2 separate regions of the Rattus norvegicus genome follow, and region 2 is linked to region 1. A link is a contact called in public Hi-C data. All regions are on one chromosome and are shown on one strand. The core of a region is the stretch at or near the end of the contact, and the rest is flanking DNA. Distances in the headings are between cores, read along the strand shown.

The links. A called contact is a pair of places that touch in the nucleus more often than the background predicts.
Region 2: a contact with region 1 is called in a Hi-C map of frontal cortex, with 1.5 times the contacts expected there. The contact joins two enhancer-like sites. A contact is called at or near these places in 2 of 12 Hi-C or Micro-C datasets (Schwann cells and frontal cortex).

The regions. Positions count from the first base shown.
Region 1 is chr3:75,927,503-75,931,924 of GRCr8, forward strand. It overlaps Tlk1 (tousled-like kinase 1), which reads right to left. Exons shown (of 20, transcript NM_001395018.1): 20 at 801-3,231. The coding sequence ends at 3,055. Among named protein-coding and RNA genes, the nearest start is that of Gorasp2, 47 kb to the left of the region's middle. Within about 2 kb of position 2,604, at least 23 of the 93 cell types and tissues checked have an H3K27ac peak or open chromatin away from gene starts, as enhancers often do.
Region 2 is chr3:76,170,671-76,175,092 of GRCr8, forward strand. It overlaps a transcript of Mettl8 not described here. Among named protein-coding and RNA genes, the nearest start is that of Rpl15l2, 65 kb to the left of the region's middle. Within about 2 kb of position 2,476, at least 12 of the 93 cell types and tissues checked have an H3K27ac peak or open chromatin away from gene starts, as enhancers often do.

The sequences.
Region 1 (4,422 bases), core at 1,354-3,853:
AGTCACCCTAAGTAAAGATAATCTGCCTACTGACAAGCAGTAGTCGTGTGGTCATCCACTGTACATACTCCCAGGGCTTCCAAACTCCAACCCTTTCAACATCTCTGCTATCTTTGCCCCTGTGGACCAAGTCGGCCTATGATCCGTGAGGGCAGGGAGACCCACATCTTAGGAGACACTGTGAACAAGGTGACTCTTACAAAGAAAAACCCTCAGCTGGGGCTGGCTTACAGTTTCAGTCCAGTATTATTATCATGGTGGCATGCAGGCAGACATGGTGTTGGAGAAATAGCTGAGAGTTCTTCGTCGTGATCCGAAAGCATCCAAATAGACTGGTCCAGACTGGGTGGAGCTTAAGCACACATATGACCTCAAAGCCCACCTCCATAGTGACACGTTTCCTTCAACAAGGTCATACCTACCTCTTAATAGTGCCACTTCCTATGTGCCAACCACTCAAACACATTAATCAATGGGGACCAAACTTATTCAAACCACTAGAGGGAGTGGAGTAGACCACACATACAATCCCAGCATTCTGGAGGCTGAGGCAGGAGGATTGCTATCAACTTTGAGGCCAGCTTGGACAACATAACCAGGCTCTAGATAAATTAATTAATGGGGAAAAGGAAGTAAGATAACTGGAGATGTATTTTGGCTGGGAAAGCCAATTCAGATACAAATGGACAGGCTATACACACTCAAAACCACTATAGAATGAGTCAACATCCAAAAATTCAACTTAGGAACTAGCGGCCAAAGCAGTTTTAGAATTAGTCTAAATATTCAAAACACTGAAATTTCATGTACTCAGAGGAAAAACTTCTTTAAAAACATGGAAATTTACAGTCAAACTAGAGAAGGACCTGGTGAGTTTGTTCACATTTAAACTCAAGTAGGGAAAGTGGGTGGCCACAAGGAAAGCCAACCGCATGTCTCCCGCCCCCCGCCCCATCACCACGGCAGCTTCTGCATCCTTTCAACATCCAAGTGTTTACCGAAGTGCCTGTACTTACTGGTTTTGGGGGAGCAGTGTGCTGGGGACTGAACTTCCACGAGCTCAGTGCAGCACTCTCCCCTCCCAATGGACTACAACCCATCGGTACAGCTGCTTTCAAGGATGAGAACTGTGCACTTTACCTGCAGTCAGTGCAGACTCCACAAGACAAGAAAACAACTAATACTCAAAACAGATGGGTGGAAACATGGAAATTATTCAGCAACAAGCACCAGTTCTACACGAAGCTGATACTGGTTCACTGAGCCCAAGCACTAGTAGGCTATTTAAATCTACATTTGGAAAAACTGTGGAAAACATGGGTAAGTTGTTTCTGATACTCTTATTTATATTTTTTTCCAAACACTGCTTTTAAGCCTGAAACACTTCATGCTTGTCTTAAGGACATCTTCATCTGCCTTTATGAAGCTCAGTTAGTAACCTAAACCTTCGGGCTCTTTGAACGTAATCTTCCACATCTTTACATTTTGCTGTCGTTGTTTATTACTGTTTGGCTACATTCTCTATAATTCCAGCAGCTTCTTAAACAGACAGTGTGTCTATGTACAATGAAAACAAACAAACAAAATGGCTTGCAACACCAGCTAAGAGCCACAGTTTAACTGTACATGGTATGGGGCATCTGGCAGGGATAGTCTGTTTTCTGCACCATGGACAACTTACATGTAAGTCTCAGCATTATGAGTGTGACAATAAAAAAAAATCCTTACAAGAATGAAATATAGCATCCCCCAAAAATATTGGTTTCTACCACACAAGGCAGTTAGAAAATGTTCACATTTTAACAAATCTGTACAAACCACAAGAAACATTCTATGGGACTATCATCCCATCTCGATGCTAAGAACTTTCTAGAAATGTAGAATAACCATGAACAATTTATAAATCTAGTTTCTATTGTTCCACAGCTCTAGAACCTAAAAACTGATTTGAAGAACTCAATATGCCCGATGTAGATCATTTACATGCCTTGATTGTTAATGAATGCCTGCTTTTAATATCTCTCTATGATGTACAGTCAACTTGTGCCTTCAAGGTCATTCAAATTTTTATAGCAAAAAAGCAGTATCATTTAGCAGCAATTAAAGCGCCTTCAAGAAGACTTAAAAAAAATACAATATCCAATTAGAAAAGCAGTATTTTTAAACATTTGTACAAGAATAAGCTGCTGAAACTCAGTAATTGTAATCGACATCTGTACAGTAGTTTACAATAGAGCCAGAAGGGGATTCATCATTATCTTGCACACGACTGGCCTGCTTTTGGTTACACACTGTCTCCTGTTTTAATGAACGAGGCCTAGAAACAAAAGAAAAATGCCTGTTAATTCTAAAACACTGAAAGCCCTGGAAATACTATGATTTAGTAACTTCAACTGATTTGAAATAGGCAGCTCTTTGTGTTAAAAGTATAAAGTATCCAGAAATGACAGCTCGCCTTTAACAAAACCAGTTAAGAGGGGTTGGGGGTAGGGTGGTGGACCACTGACATGTGATTTCGAGGTACAACTTGGTAAAAGCCAGAATCGGCAAATGACAAAGTCCACAACTGTCCAAAGACCCCAGCTCTCACGTTCTGCTGCAAACACAGCGGCTGCCACTCGGCTCTTGCTTTGGTTTCTGTAGATCAGCTGCCGAGTGCTGACGCTGTACCAGGCACTGTAGCTCCCGTGTCACAAATGTCCCATCATTTTTCCATGTGTTCTTAAATAATGAAAAACTACCCTTCTTATTAGAACTCTCTGGTAACAATCAAATATATTTAAGCATTATAAACGTTATTTACAGAGTCCCCTTGTTCTACTGTAACATGGTGTTCCTGTTTTGTGCTGCTCCAGGGCAGTGAGGAGTGTGTACTTAGTCACTGTCCATGATCCACTCTCACACAAAGGACTCCATGGAGAGCTTTAGTTCACAAACACTTCTTAACCATGTCCCATGTTAAAAAAAAAAATCACAAACACTCAAATGCACTCAAATTCAAGTATGCATCTGGAAGCCAATCAAAGAGAAGAGATCATGCCCATCTTGGAGGAGTCAGTAAGTAATTATGCTTGAAGAAGGAGGCGTGGGAGTTGCTGTCAGCCCAGACATATGTAGGTTGCCTGAAGAATTTGATCTTCTCATGTGTGGCAGAAGGTATGGGTCATTTGCCAGCTGGTGCACATCAAATCGATCTTCTTTTCGGTAAGCCAAACAGCGTCTTATGAAGGCCTTCGAAAGAGAGACAGCAACACGAATGATCTTCTACCTTCTAAATACCAACCCACCAACTCCAGAAGCAAGGGCACAGTTAAGACTATAAGCAGACCAACTTTTATAGAAGTGCACATCTTCAGAACTTCTGGGGTAACTGACATTCTGACTCCAGTTAAACCCTCCAGCAGCACCCTTGACACATAGCCTCACTGCTTTCCTTGGCTGCAAAGTTTTATTTCTACTTAAAAAATTCTTTATTTTCAATTTATTTTTATTTCATGTGCATTGGTATTTTGTCTGCAAGTCTGTCTGCGTAAGGGTGTTGGATCCACTGGAACTGGAGTGACAGTTGTGAGCTGCCACATGGGTGCTGGGAGTTGGACCCAAGCCCTCTGGAAGAATAATAATCACATTGTTATCAATTTTGTTTGGCTAAATTGTAAGAAGCCATTTTAGCCTTACTTTCTTCCTGGTATTCAGCATGACTGTCTTTAGATGAAGATCATGTTGGCACAGAAGTGCCATTAGGGTTTTTGTTTCCTAGGTCAACTCTGTTTCTTTAGATTTTGGTTTTGGTTCTTTTTCTCTTTTAAAGCAAGTCTACAAAGTGAGTTCTAGGCCAGCCAGGACTACATAGTAAGATCTTGTTTCAAAACCAACAAACAACAAAACCCCCAAAAACAACCCTGACCCTAAACCAAAAACCTTTATGTTAAAGAAATATATAAATTATATAATATATGTACATTGTTAATTTATTGCTAAATTATTATAACCATCAAGAACTATGCCTCACATCTGAATTACTAGCCCTTTGGAGCCTGAAGCAGGAGGGTTACTGTGAGGGAGACAGCCTATGTTAAATATTCAAGGCTACCTTGGACTAGAGTGAGTCCCTGTCTTAAAAAACAAAACAAAATCATTCATGGTGACACACACCCTTACTCCCAGCACTCAGGGGACAGAAGTAGACAGTTTGAAGCCAGTCTGTTCTTCAAAGAGAAACCTTGCCTTGAAAAAAATCAAATAAAACCAAAATAAAAAAAAAAAAGAAATAAAACTAGAAACAAAAATAAAAGAAACAAAAACAAAAAACCAAACTAAAAAACACAATACAAAACCAATCCAATAAAGATTTACGGGTAATTTCTAATAAATGAGAGCTCACAAAGCCAGCATTCTTTGATCATAAAGGCAGCTCTGACT
Region 2 (4,422 bases), core at 1,226-3,725, 240 kb after region 1:
AACAACAACGACAACAACAGAAGCCCCATCTCCTAGAAATTCAAAGTGGATATAGTACGTATTAAAATAAATGAGTGCCGCGAAGGAAGAACTGTGAGAACGGAGAGAAGCGATTATCCTTGGAGGCAGAAAATTTCTTCTTGCTCCAGTGCCGCGTGCTATGCAGGCAATTTCAGCCATTTTCTCTCAGGCGATTTTTAGGACTGAGTTCCCAGCGCTGCCCAGGGGTGCTGTGGTCTCGGCTCACCTGCGGGAGCTGCACACCGCGAAAGATGGATGGAGTGGGACCGTTCTGTTAGGCAGGACGGGCCTCTGGAGGGAGACGCGTTACTCCAAGGAGGCAGAAATCAAGAGAAATGAGGCAGCAATTGCAATGATGTTGCTTGTGCTAAGTACAGAACATTAAAAAAGAAGAATTTAAACCGCGCTAATGCAGTCAACTCAACGGCATCTCATCATTAATTTTAGGAACTCACACAGTTTAGAGCAGTTTTCCCCAGTGAAAAGGCCTTAAAAGCCCGAAGGGTGAGTGCACCTCCCATGGTGGTTTTTGAAACAACCATACTTGATATACAAAGATTAACTGAGGAAAAATTAATTTCTATTTTTTTTTTTTCTGCAATGGACTAGGAAGTAGCTCCGAAAAGGGACGTTAGGTTGAGATCATTGCCAAGGAATTTTTGCAAGTAACAAAACGCACATTCTTCCTGGACCTGGTCTCATCAGCCCATGCAGAAGAGATGAGGTCGGTGTTTGTTGGGGGGGCGGGGAGTCTAGGGTCATCTTTAACATCTGAGAACAAAGCTCTTCCCCCACCCCCACCGCTAGGGGGGCAGGCTCCCTGCTCTCCGTAGTAGCTGCTTGCTAGAGAAAATCAAAGTTAAGATACAGAACACAGGCTGGAGAGATGGCTCAGCGGTTAAGAGCGCTGACTCCTCCAGAGGTCCTGAGTTTGAATCCCAGCAACCACTTGGTGGCTCACAACCATCTGTAATGGGATCTGATGCCCTCTTCTGGTTGTCTGAAGATAGCTACAGTGTACTTGTAAATAAATAAATCTTTTTAAAAAAGACACAGAACCCACGGAATACTGAGATGCCAAGTTCACGGCTATCTTCAAGTCTAATACTGATCCCACCCACGCCCTTTCTCTAATGGTCATCTGCCTCTCTGTAGCTCAGTGGCTCTCAACTAAGGCTGCAACCCTTTAGTACAGTTCCTCACGTCTTGGTGACATCCATCCGTAAAATTATTTTCATTAACTGTAATTTTGCTACTGTTACGAATTGTAACCCAAAGACCTGTGTTTTCCGATGGTCTTAGGTGAACCCCGTGAAGAGGTCGATTGACTATTAACTCCGAGGTGGGGTCGTGACCCACAGGTTGAGAATCACTGCTCCTGCTGCTCCTTACGAAAGGTTAAGTGGTTGTGAGGCGGTAGGCAATGGGAACTCAAAAGCTGTTGTTTTAAACTCTTGGCCAAGTACTCGTGCCTGTAGCTTGCCTCTGACAGCTCCAGCGGCTGCTGAGGGTGGGCTGGCTTCGACCATCTGGAGTTTTAATGTGTTCCATCCATCTCATGCCCGTGTGCTTTGCCGGGGCTGGGGTCACTGTGCTCTGAGACCTTTGAGGTGGTGTTCAGGGGAGCTGTGCTCTGCGGCGTCCTGCATCCATCTCGCAGGTGCGCTGCTGCCTTTTCCGGCTGATGCTAGTTTTCCTGCCCCCTAAAGGTTCTAACCCGCGCAACTATTATGGCTTGCTTGTCGCTGCATGTTGCTGATTCATAGTCAAAGGAAAAAGTAATTTTGTCTTCAACACCTCTTCCCTGTCATTTAAGGCATATGTTAATGAATGGCAGATTTTGGCATCTACTCTCCTCTATAGCTCTGAGGCCATAATACAGGCTCATTAAAAACAAACAAACAGGGGCTGGGGATTTAGCTCAGTGGTAGAGCGCTTACCTAGGAAGCGCAAGGCCCTGGGTTCGGTCCCCAGCTCCGAAAAAAAGAACAAAAAAAAAAAAAAAAAAAAAAAACAAAACAAACAAACATCCCTCGAAGATGCACAGGTTCTTTTACTTCTATTTATATCTATAACCACACGCAAGCTGGAGTGCGCCTCTCAAATCCCAGACCATATTCCAAGAAAGGAGCCACATTTCATGTTTGAATTGGCATTAATGTGGCATTCATGTACATACAAGGTTTTAAATAAAGATGTTTCACGCATGCTTTATTTCTGACACCTCCTGACTTCACAGATTTTTAGGTTACAGCACAGCCAAATCCCTCTGAAGATGTTTTCAGGGCCTTTTCCCTTCCTTGAAGCACAGAATTTTCTTTTTAACTTAAAGTGAAGAGTACGCAAGTGACGCATGCTCTGCTAGGAGGGACGCCAAGTACAAGGCTGAGCCTGCGGGAGGTGGGGGTGGGGTCTCGGGGTGGGAGGAGGGGCTTGGGGGTGGGGCACAGCTGAGCAGACTCAGAAAGCAGCAGAGAACTGATTGAGGGCTTTTTGCTTTGTCATTCCTCACAGGTCACCTCCCTTCCTTCCTTTCCATTTTATAACCCAGACAAGTGTGACCTACTTTTTTCACTGAATGACGGGATCTTTGACGAGCAGGATCCTTGAGGGTCCTCTGAGCCAAGCTCCCACCAACTCTGCACCTGATTCAGAGGCTCTCTTCCTCGGCCATCTCTCCCTGCAGCCTGTGAGCTCACAAATGAGGATTTTGGAGTCAGGCAATTCCAGGTCTCCGTTCTGACGCCGCCACTTGATATCTCTAATATCCTGGGCCAGTTACCCAATATTTCAGAGCACCAGTCTCATCTGTTAAATGGCCCCAGTAACAGCTAAATCATAGGCTCTCGGGAACCAAGAGAAGTACCTACTGTATGAGGCTGAATGGGAGAGCAGCTAAGTGTTTGGTTCAGTGGGACCTGGAACCTATTCTTTCCCTGGGAGACTCCTAGGCAACACCATTCCCATAGCATAGTCCTGCTTTTCTCTCAGTGTCTCAAAAACCATTGAAAAAGTACATGTTGAGTGCTGCGTGCACACTGCTTTGTAGGCTGTAGACGCTATTATTAATAATAATACCTCACATATCCAGTGCTTGGAATTTGCTATGTGTTTTCACAAAGGAGGGAAGTACCCTTAACGTGTAGTCTACTGATGTCTAACAGAGGCTCTGAAAGAGGGCTATTAGGGATGCAAATGGGAAGTCCTCTGCTCCCGTTCGGAGCATAATACACATCAGAACCAATTAGGTAACAAAGCTGATCTATTCAGGCTTCAGACCTTCCTGAGCTGGAAAACCACAGAGGTAGGGTGAAGCAGTTCTGGGAGAGGATGAGACGGTGCAGACAGTTCATGTGACTCTGGCTTTTGTCCCCTGGAAGGTAGCTAGCTATTTTCACATACCAATTAGTATGTAGCAATTGATTTACAAGTACTTAATGGTAGAAATCAGGATGTGTTTACAGTTTGGAGACGCTGCATATGGAACTCACACAAGTATGTGAGCAGAAGTCAACGGCAACTGAGAGTTCCAATGCACAACGGGATATGTGTAACAGAAACCCCTAACGAATCTTGAAACCTTCAAGCAGAGCTTCCTGGGAGAATGTTTCCAGGTAGACAGTGCTCTAAAGTGACTTTCAGAATTGGTGAAAATAGAGACCGTACTTTTAATCTGTTTCATTGTTTCCAGTGGGGAACAGGAAGGAACATACCTCTCTCTGTTGGGGAAAATGGACTCTCTGACGGGGGGCTCCTTTGGAAAAGGGATTTTTAAATATCGCCTTCTGCTAACCGTGGTCTGGCTTTGATGTGTGTGTGTGTGGGGGGGTTAGAATTCCACATAGTTATCAGTTATTTCAGGCTAATACCCAAACAGATATATTTGTGACACCTCATGATTTCTTACTATCTACAGGCGAAATTCCAAATGGCCCTTCCCTTGGCTTTCTCTGCGTCAATCTACATTTCTGTCTGGCAGCGAACCTGACAAAGGAGGCTGACGCAGGTAGGCTAAGCAGAAAAAAGACTGATCAGACAAACAGGAGATGGGAGTGGATGGGGGGGGGGCTCCTGTGGGGATGCTCAAGGATTAGGAGACTGGTGCTGGAGAGAGCCCAAGACAGCCCAGTTTGTGTCTCAGAGTCCAAATTCGGTTGATGTATTTTTGAAGCTTTTAAAGGTTAACTCGCATGCTGTAATACATTATAGAAAGACGGGAAGCTGAATTTTACTGTGCCAGTCAAGAGGCTGGCTTGAATCTGCTATTTAGAACGGAGAGAGACAGTACAATTTACATGTGTGAGAATGTGAGAATAATTTTACCTTCTGTTGTTTTTTTTAAAACCACCTTGGGCCATGGTTTTTAAATGGAGACACGAGAAGATCTGTTGGGGTTCCCAT